Linked DNA regions of Anas platyrhynchos: region 1 is linked to region 2. A link is a contact called in public Hi-C data. All regions are on one chromosome and are shown on one strand. Each heading gives the region's core, a stretch centred on a gene start, on an enhancer-like site or on the middle of the called end of the contact. The rest is flanking DNA. Distances are from core to core; before and after follow the strand shown.

What was found. Hi-C and Micro-C count contacts between places; a contact is called where the count stands out from the background.
Region 1: a contact with region 2 is called in a Hi-C map of subcutaneous adipose tissue, with 2.9 times the contacts expected there. The contact joins the promoter of MAP3K13 here to the enhancer-like site in region 2. A contact is called at or near these places in 3 of 8 Hi-C or Micro-C datasets (liver, skeletal muscle and subcutaneous adipose tissue).

What each region holds. Positions count from the first base shown.
Region 1 is chr9:16,261,867-16,266,414 of IASCAAS_PekinDuck_T2T, reverse strand. MAP3K13 (mitogen-activated protein kinase kinase kinase 13) reads left to right here and starts at 3,155. Exons shown (of 17, transcript XM_072042729.1): 1 at 3,155-3,300.
Region 2 is chr9:16,199,462-16,203,486 of IASCAAS_PekinDuck_T2T, reverse strand. It overlaps MAP3K13 (mitogen-activated protein kinase kinase kinase 13), which reads left to right. Exons shown (of 17, transcript XM_072042729.1): 9 at 789-947; 10 at 2,460-2,568; 11 at 3,496-3,605. Among named protein-coding and RNA genes, the nearest start is that of TMEM41A, 16 kb to the right of the region's middle. Within about 2 kb of position 1,721, at least 1 of the 8 cell types and tissues checked has an H3K27ac peak or open chromatin away from gene starts, as enhancers often do. A contact at or near this core is called in subcutaneous adipose tissue, where this site is marked.

The DNA.
Region 1 (4,548 bases), core at 1,906-4,405, 61 kb before region 2:
ATATTCACCGAAGGACAGATTTCAATGAATATGGATGTTGTGTTCTGTCTGCCACCCCCCAGCATGTGCTGTGGTAAAGAAAAAGAACTCTGCTTCTTCTTGAGTTGGAGTACCACGAGTCTGGCAAGTCTCCTACAACCTCCTGGGATCATCAGCCTTGCTCAGAAAGTGCTGAACGATACAAAGAAATGCTTTACAGGAGGCTCAGGTTAATTTTTATTCCAGCTTGCTGTTAATCCATGGTACTTCAGAAGATGCAGCTTGATTTGCTATAAACTTATTCACACAGGAAAAAAAAATCCTGAAAAATGATTATTAGACTAGTTGAAAAAAAGATGTCGATCTCTGGCCCAAAGGCATTTGAAAAGGAGGGACTGCAGTGATGTTGTATCAGCTGCAGGAGCAGTGGACTTCTGCTGAAACTACTGAGGAATATGGGAGATCCAGCTAGCTGCATTGCACAATCCAAGCTGAGTTTTGTGGTAAAACCCATGGCTGCACTGATGGGGAGGGAGCTCTGAAAACTTACTTGATCTTGACAGCAACTGGTCTAAACAAAGGGTTTAAATTACCCTCTGCTGTTGAAGTGGTAAGAGGGCCTGCTGAATTCAACAACTGTTTTCTGCTTTTCTTCTTACAGCTAAGATTATTGGGGGACTAGATTATTTGGGTAGATTATTTGCTGTAAAAAACAGCTGCTGATCTACTCCCCTCTGATCTTTTGTCTGGTACACTGTCCTCTGCTCCAGGCTACCACCTTTCTTTATCTATGGTAAAAACAATATTGGTAAACATCTGGTCATCAAATAGTTTTCAAAGGCTTCTTTGGTTATGCCCACTCTGATGTGACCTCCTCTGCTAACTGTAAGGTCCTTTTCTAAACTGTTTCCCAAAACAGTGAGCTGGAGTTCACAGCCTCAGGGCTGGCAGATGTAACTTTGAAAGGCGCAGCTGGAGTAAGCACAGCAACTACATCTACACAAGATGTGCTCCAAGACATACTGTGGGCTGTAAAATATCACCCTATCCTAAACTGCAGATTTCCACTGCAGAACCTCAGCTGTAGAAGGCTGTTCAGTTGTAGGAGGTTGTTTTAGCAATGAGCCACTTCATGTGATAGGCATATTTAAAAACTTCTCCTCCCTTCTGGGCATCTTCTTAGGCTTTTTTTTCCTTTAGTGTAAAAGGTTTTAAATGCCTTGAAAACTTCACCTCCTGTTCTGTCTCCCAGACCAAGGCTAGGCTTAATTATAAATGCAGTATTTATCACTGTTAATAGGTGCTTAAAACCAGGGTTATAGGTGCACCACAGTTGTACCTCCGGTAAGTCACCACTGCTGCGTGCCCCTCAAAACAAGCAGCTCCTTTCTGTTGAGATGTGTGTGGAGAGCGCAGTGAGCCGGTGTTCAGGGCAGGACAGCTAGTTGTCATACGGAGGCTTTGCTCTGTACTTTGTCTTCTTGAAATCACGAGCTACCCCTCTAAAAATCCCCAGGTCTGTTTTTTTTTTTTTTTTTAATACATATACATAAACAGCAAAGCGTGCAAAGCAAAAACCGTTGACACTTTTGCACACACAAAGCTGCTGTAACATATTTGTTAGCAATGTGCAAAACCACAATGTTTTCCATCAAGTCAGTGCCCTGTTCAGCATTTATTTCCCTCTCTATTGTTCTGCGCATACAAGCCATTTTAAGATTGAAACGATCGCTTTTAAGATAATTTAAAATTAAGGATCTTACGTTGTTCTGGCAGTGAGAACTCATCTGTCAGTTGTGTGCAATCATCCAAACCTATTTCCTTTCATATTGAAGCTCGGATAATTGCATGGTTTCAAAGCAACACCTTCTGGCAAGCCGCGGTATTGCTTGTGCCGGCAGACACATTCCTCTTGGAGTTACTTGGGACAAAACAGCGACAGCACAGCGGCCTTCAGAGATGGTCCCTGGTTGCTTAGCGAGCGCGATGCAGTCTGATTGACTTGATTACTGCGGCTTCCACCGGCAGAGAAATACACACGGGGAGCGTTTTCCAGATTTTTTTGGGTGAGCAAACATAAGCACTTAGTGTTGTCACACAGATAGAGTTGTCTTTTTTGTTTGTTTATACTACACAGGCTAGTTTACAGGGAATAGTATCACCCAAAACAATACAGGACTTGATTCAAAAAACGGAAGTCCATGAACAAACGATGCTTGCTATCATGCCTGTATATTAATGTAGACATTAGTGGTCCTTCTTACTTTTCCTTCTTATTTTACTCCCTTCTACAGCTCACTGTAAAACTGACTGGCAGAAAACTGAAGTGTGAATGAAAATTCAGAACATTTTCAGAAAACATTATTAATTAAAGTATCAGTTCGGAGTACTGTAGTCCACTAGCACTGAAGCAATGCCATTGTCCTTATGAACAAGCAGAAATACTATGATATGGAAGCATTGCAGAAAAGCACTAATGAAGATTACAGTTCCCGTAGAATCTACACATGGTTTAAGCATTGTTGTAAGGTATTAGTATCACCATGAGACATCAGACATAAGCAAATTGGAATCAAACATGAAGAACTCCAGGGGATTTATACAGAAGGCTGAGATACGATGTAAATGTTCATATACACACTATAAATAAAAGCGACACAAGCGGTTGTAGAGGGACGGTTCTTCAAGGAGACAAAAAAATTGTCAGTAACGATGATAAAAAGATACACGGAATCAATCAGTGTTTCTGCTCCCTGTTCCAGGCTGCAGGATGACTGCAGATGTACCACTAACAAAACTGCAGTAAAGTCCAGTGGTGAAGCACAATGTTAAAAGCACCTGTCCAAGACTGACATCTTAATACCCACTTCGGCCACTTAGGCTGCATCCTAACATTTTGGGAGGACTGGTGCTAAAGTCTGGCTTTTTGGGCTGGTGTCACCAGCTGTCTCCAACAGCAGGGGCAAACCTCAGGTTCTGCGAAAACCATCAGCGTGAGGAACGCCAGCTTTGGGTGACATTTCCCGTAGCCCCCTCCCTGGTGCTGCATCTGCCGTAAACCCTCACAAAAAAATATAAACAGTCACAAATGCTGGGAAGGCCTCTGGGGGGGGGGGGACACAGGGGCTGCTCCCAGCCCCCGGCCCGGCCGTTCCCGGGGTCCCTGCGCGGCCCCAAGATGTCGGCGGCTGCCGGCCCACGGCTGCGCCCTGCCGGCGGCGCGGCCCCGGAAGCGGCGGGGCGGTGCTCGGGGGCCCGGCCCGGTGGGGCGGTGCTGTACCGAGCCGTACCGAGCCGCTGGCTTCGGGACACCGTGCCCAGGTAACGGGGGTGGCCGGGGATAGGGCTGGGCGCTGCTGCCCACTCGGGGGTGGCGTGGGGCGGCACGGCGCGGACCCCCGGTGCCCCCCGGTCCCTCCCGGTTGTCTCGCAGCGCTCCCCGCTTGCCCCCCGGTGTCCCTCCCGCAGTGAAAACAGCATTTTGGCGTCTCTGGGAGCTTCCCCCCGGGGCAGGAGCTGTTTCTCAGTCCCACGGAGAAGCGAGGTGCCGGTAAGGAGCTCTCGAGGCAGGTGTGGCAGGGGATGGTCTCCCCCGTCCCCGGGAAGGAGGCAGCGCTCAGCCGGCTCCTTGCACAGGATCCGGAGCAAATCGGCTCCGAGTTAAGGCTGTGGCGTCTGTCGCGACCCTGTCGCGAGCAAAACGTATCGCAGGCAGTCGGCGGGTCAAAATAAGTCCGCGCGGGCTGCTGTGGGTTTGTGCCGGGTTCGGTTAAAAAGTGCAGGCAGTAATTTTGGTGCTTCTCTCTCGTGGCAAGTTTGGAAGAGCGAAAGGGGCGGCTTTAGCTGGCACCTTGCCTGGCCTCAGCTGATGGAGGGAGAGCAGGGGAGGTGGCCCCCGGCCTCCCCACGGGCACAGCCTGCTGTCTCCAGCCTGTTTTTAGGAGTTGGGATGGAGATGGGAGCAAACAGTGTGCTTGCAAGCCTTGTGCAACGAAAATGAAGTTTTGGGAGTAAATGGTCAGGACCTGTCATCCTCCTTTTATGGGAGTTTTGCGGCTTGAATCTACTAAGATCACGTTGTGGCTTCATTTGCGTTTCTCATGTCCTCTGGTTACACGACTTCACAGCTAGACTGGTCTTAGCACACTGATCGTGTTGTCAAAGCAGAACAAAAAAAAAAAAAAAAGAGAAATGCTTTCAGCAGTCATTCTGAGGTGGATTTGAACCCTGACCTGACAGCTCCAAGCAGCCTGGGAGATGCGAAAGCTTGTGTTTCTGGGAACTGCCAGGAAGGGTGGGAGGTGATGCTGTGGAGGTGGCCCTGTGCGCCTCTTTCCTGCTCTCCAGCTACCCAGTTTCATTGCCTCTTGTGTGCAGCAGGTATCAAGGGTTGTGTGGCCAGCTGGGTTCGTATCTGGCCAGCAATTAGCAGCAGACAGAAAGCGAAGTGAGCGAGCTGATGGGCTGCATGTATTGCTGCTGGTGCCTGTAGAAGGGAGAAGCAGGCCCGCCCATTGGAGCTGGGGCATGGCTCAAAATCAGTTAAGCTGCTCGTGGAAGTGCACCCTG
Region 2 (4,025 bases), core at 472-2,971:
AAAGTGATTTTCTTACCTATGATTCTCACCTCTTGTAATAGGAGGTTCTTTCCTCGGCAATGTTCACTTAATGATATTTTTCTCTTTGGCCTTCCTGTCTTCAGCACAAAAGAAATACCAGATGGGATTGCATGTGCTGATACTGACTTTTACATATGTTGCATTTGTCGTGTTCCCATGTTGCAGTAGTTGTAGCCATGAGTTTCAAACTGTTGAAACATCCAGGACATCCATGGGTAGTTGAAGACACATAACAGCAAAGGGAACATTTGGTTAAGAAAGTAAAGTTAAAAGACATGTATTGTTAAAGCAAAGCAAAAACCCACCACCTTTGCTCTTCACTGTGAGACTTAGCAGTTCTGTCTATCTTGTAGCAGATGATTTGTTCTTGACAGTAAAAATAGTCAACGGTCTATCTCAGCAGAGCAAACTTTCCTCTTCATTTAACAAGAGTAAGGTTCCATCTGCATGGAAAAGCTTCTAATGTGCTGCCTACTTCCAATGAAGTAGGAAGGGGTAGGTGTGAAAACCAGTGTTCTTTGGTGTTCAGTGCAGAACTGAGGCAGGGGAGGAAGTTACCTGGTGTGCGAAATAGCTACTCTTGGTTTAAAAGCTAGTTTTTTTTTTTTTTTTTTTTTTTTTTTTTAAACAGTGCTGCCCCTTCTTGCAGTTTCAGATCAGACATACCTAGTTCTCTTTTTCACCAAAGAGCAGTTTTTCAAGCTCCAGTTGTTTCTGTTGAACTGAATTCACATGGAAGTTTTTCTCCTGGTTTGTTTCTTTATCAGGTCATTTGGGGTAGTTTTATGGGAGCTGCTAACAGGAGAGATTCCCTACAAGGATGTGGACTCCTCAGCCATCATTTGGGGAGTGGGCAGTAACAGCCTGCATCTTCCTGTTCCTTCCACCTGCCCGGATGGCTTCAAAATCCTCATGAAGCAGACCTGGTAAGACCGTGAAGCCCACACAGACCTATGGCTCACCCTTAGCTCTGTCCAGACTCCCACTGAAACTGATGAAACCAGAATCAGAGCGGGAGTGTTGAGCCCAGAGCACAAGGCTCTTAAGTACTCTCACACTTGTCAGAAGAACAATCAATTTTAATGTTTTAGATTCTGCTTCCTTATGGTACCAGGACTGGACTCAGGAAGGAAATCTGGAGTTCAGGGAAAGTAGGAAAAAACCTGTGTGGTTTGCTGGGCAGACAGGGCCAGGGAGGGCTCTGGCTGGCTCCAGAGTGAAAGGATATATATGTATATTTTTTTTTTCTGAACACTCTGTGAACCCTCTTTTAAAATGACTGTTCTTTGAACTGGACAGAGAGAATTTCAAACTGTATGTACGAAACCAGGTTTTTGCACATGTAGATATGGGAAATGCTTTCAGTTACTTCTGTCTGCCAGATTAGAGTTGAAATTCCTGGTTTTGGGTTCTGTATTAATCGTTAACCTCTGCAATTGCATCTTGACACAGCATTTAAGTGATCTTCCAGCATTTTTCCACACTGAGTTATACCAGCCATCCTCCCAAAGGTACAAAGGGAAGAACAGACCAAAACCTGTGTGGATCTTTAAAATGCCTGTTTACTCTCGTGATCCTGAGATACAGCAGTGCATGCTGTTGCAGTGTCTGTGCTGAGACGGATGCTCTGCCTGGCTGTGCTTCTGCGCATGGACGCAAAATGCAGGAGGCAGTTCTTGCAGCTCTGAGCAGTGTGTACATACACTTATATCTCCACCTAGTGGAAGGAGGTGAAGAAGCTGTTTCTTGTCCTAAACAATGAGTCCATGCAGCAAGTCTGGAGCATGGACGCATTGTTTAGGACAAGAAGCAGCTTCTTCAGCCACCTCTCCCCTACAAATCACCTCCTTCCACTAGGTGGAGATACAAGTGTGTCTGGTGGTTCAGTCTTCAGGCTTGACTGCTGGTCTCTTAAAGATACAAAAGGATTTGTACTTGAGTAGGATCTCACACAGATGCTCGGTGTGTTACAATACTGTATAGGCTCAGGCACGTACTGTGTCATCACATAGTGTTTTTAGGTATCCTGTTATGTTGAATGTAAATTATTAGACTATCATCTCTACTAGATCGATTTCATTTCATTATCTGAATAATTTCCAAATCTTAAAATGGAAATAATCCATTTCTTCTTGCTTAACAAGTTAGGAGTAATTTCATCTTAGTTCCTATCTTTCAATTTGTGATCAAGTTTTCCTATTTTAAATGGCTTTCATCTTTCCCATTTCTGTAGGATAGATCAAACCAAAAGCAGAATAAAAAACTACTCTAGCACAATAAACTCACATTCTACAAAGGACAAAACCTGAGAAGCAACTTTAATCTGTCAGCTGCTGCATTCAGAGAATTGATTCTAGTGAGAAATACTTTCAGAAGGGCAGCAGTAGCCAGCACTGTTAACCTGATCTCATGGTGGACATCTGTCTGTTTTGTTCCAGGCAGAGCAAGCCCCGGAATCGTCCCTCCTTCCGACAGACACTGATGCACCTGGATATTGCATCTGCTGATGTGCTGGCTACTCCTCAGGAAACCTATTTCAAATCACAGGTAACTGGGGAGTGGCTTTGGCCGTTGAGCAAGAGATAGCTGCAAGGGTCTGATTTCACAGGCTGCACCAAATACAGCAGAGGTCAAGACCCATGATTTCACTTTGATTCCTGGGGAGAAGTGAGCTGATAGGTATTTTAAAATCTTTTACCCAAACTTTGACAAACTGAGACGTCCACCAACATCAGTCAGAAACTCTGTTATCTTATGGAGTTCTCCTTGAGATCGCTGACTTTAGAAGTTCTGCTCCCAGCTCTCCTCTGGTACAGGAGACCATGAGACTGTTGAGAGGAACCGTTGCATTTGTAGTGAAGATGAGCAGGGCAGCTATCGCAGGGCAATGAAGGTACTCTGGGACTCGTAGGGAGGATCAGAAAGTGTATGGTCTTTGAGATTCCTCTGAGTCCTACCCAGCTGCTGTCAGGCTGGGAATGAGAAAGGAACTTACCCCCTGGTGCATAAAGGATCTATACAGTGTATGAGAGAAAGTGGATGGATACATTTCTTAAGGCTGCAAGAAGCAGGGCTTTGAGGGGTAAACAGAGTTATGTCATCCTACTGACTGTCATCTTTGTCAAGCACATAGCTTTCCAAATCATCAGCCTTTCTGTTTTCTTCATATCCAAAAGGGAAGAAAATGTTGTCTTAGGATGGAAAGCTTTATGAGAGATTTATTTATTTTTTAGAAAATACAGGTATATTTTAAATGATACAATTGAAGCACAAAATTGGAAGTATCAGTTTAAAATGCTGAAAGTACATCTGCTACAGTGTTACTTCTTTTAGCTGAATTACTTTGGGTAACATGTTTTCAACCCAGACCTGCAATTTTCTGCAGAAGCAAAGAATGTTGTCCAAGAGTTTTTCTTTGGTGGAACTAGGGATCCCAATCCTTTGTAAATACCTGAGAGTAAATTGCTTCCCTAGGCTGAATGGAGAGAAGAAGTGAAGAAGCATTTTGAGAAGATTAAAAGCGAAGGAACTTGTATCCACCGGCTAGATGAAGAATTGATTCGTCGTCGAAGAGAAGAGCTGAGGTCAGTTGGTAGCCTTCCACGTGCCTTGCTCGCTTACCCAATCCAGCCTTCTCCAGCTAAATGAGCCCAGCCCCCTCAGCCTGTCCTGGAGAGAGACTGTCCCTGAAGACTGTCCCTGACAGCTTTCATTCCCCTCGTGTACTGAGGGCTCCAGAACAGGGCTTGGTATTCCTGGTGGCATAAATTCAGGCAGACTCAATATTCCTCATGAGTCCAGAATCTGAAGTTCCTGCAGGCCTGCTCTAGGCTTCGAGCACTGCTTAACTGGTGGAAAGCCACAGAGAAAGAAACAGTGGGAACTGTTCCTGCTCTTGGGCTGTCTGAACAGTTTTCCTCAGGCAAGAGAGGCAAAGGCTTGTGTGTTCACCAGGGAATGTTTCTGCCTGAGTTATGGCACTTGTGATAACAGTGCAGAAGCAA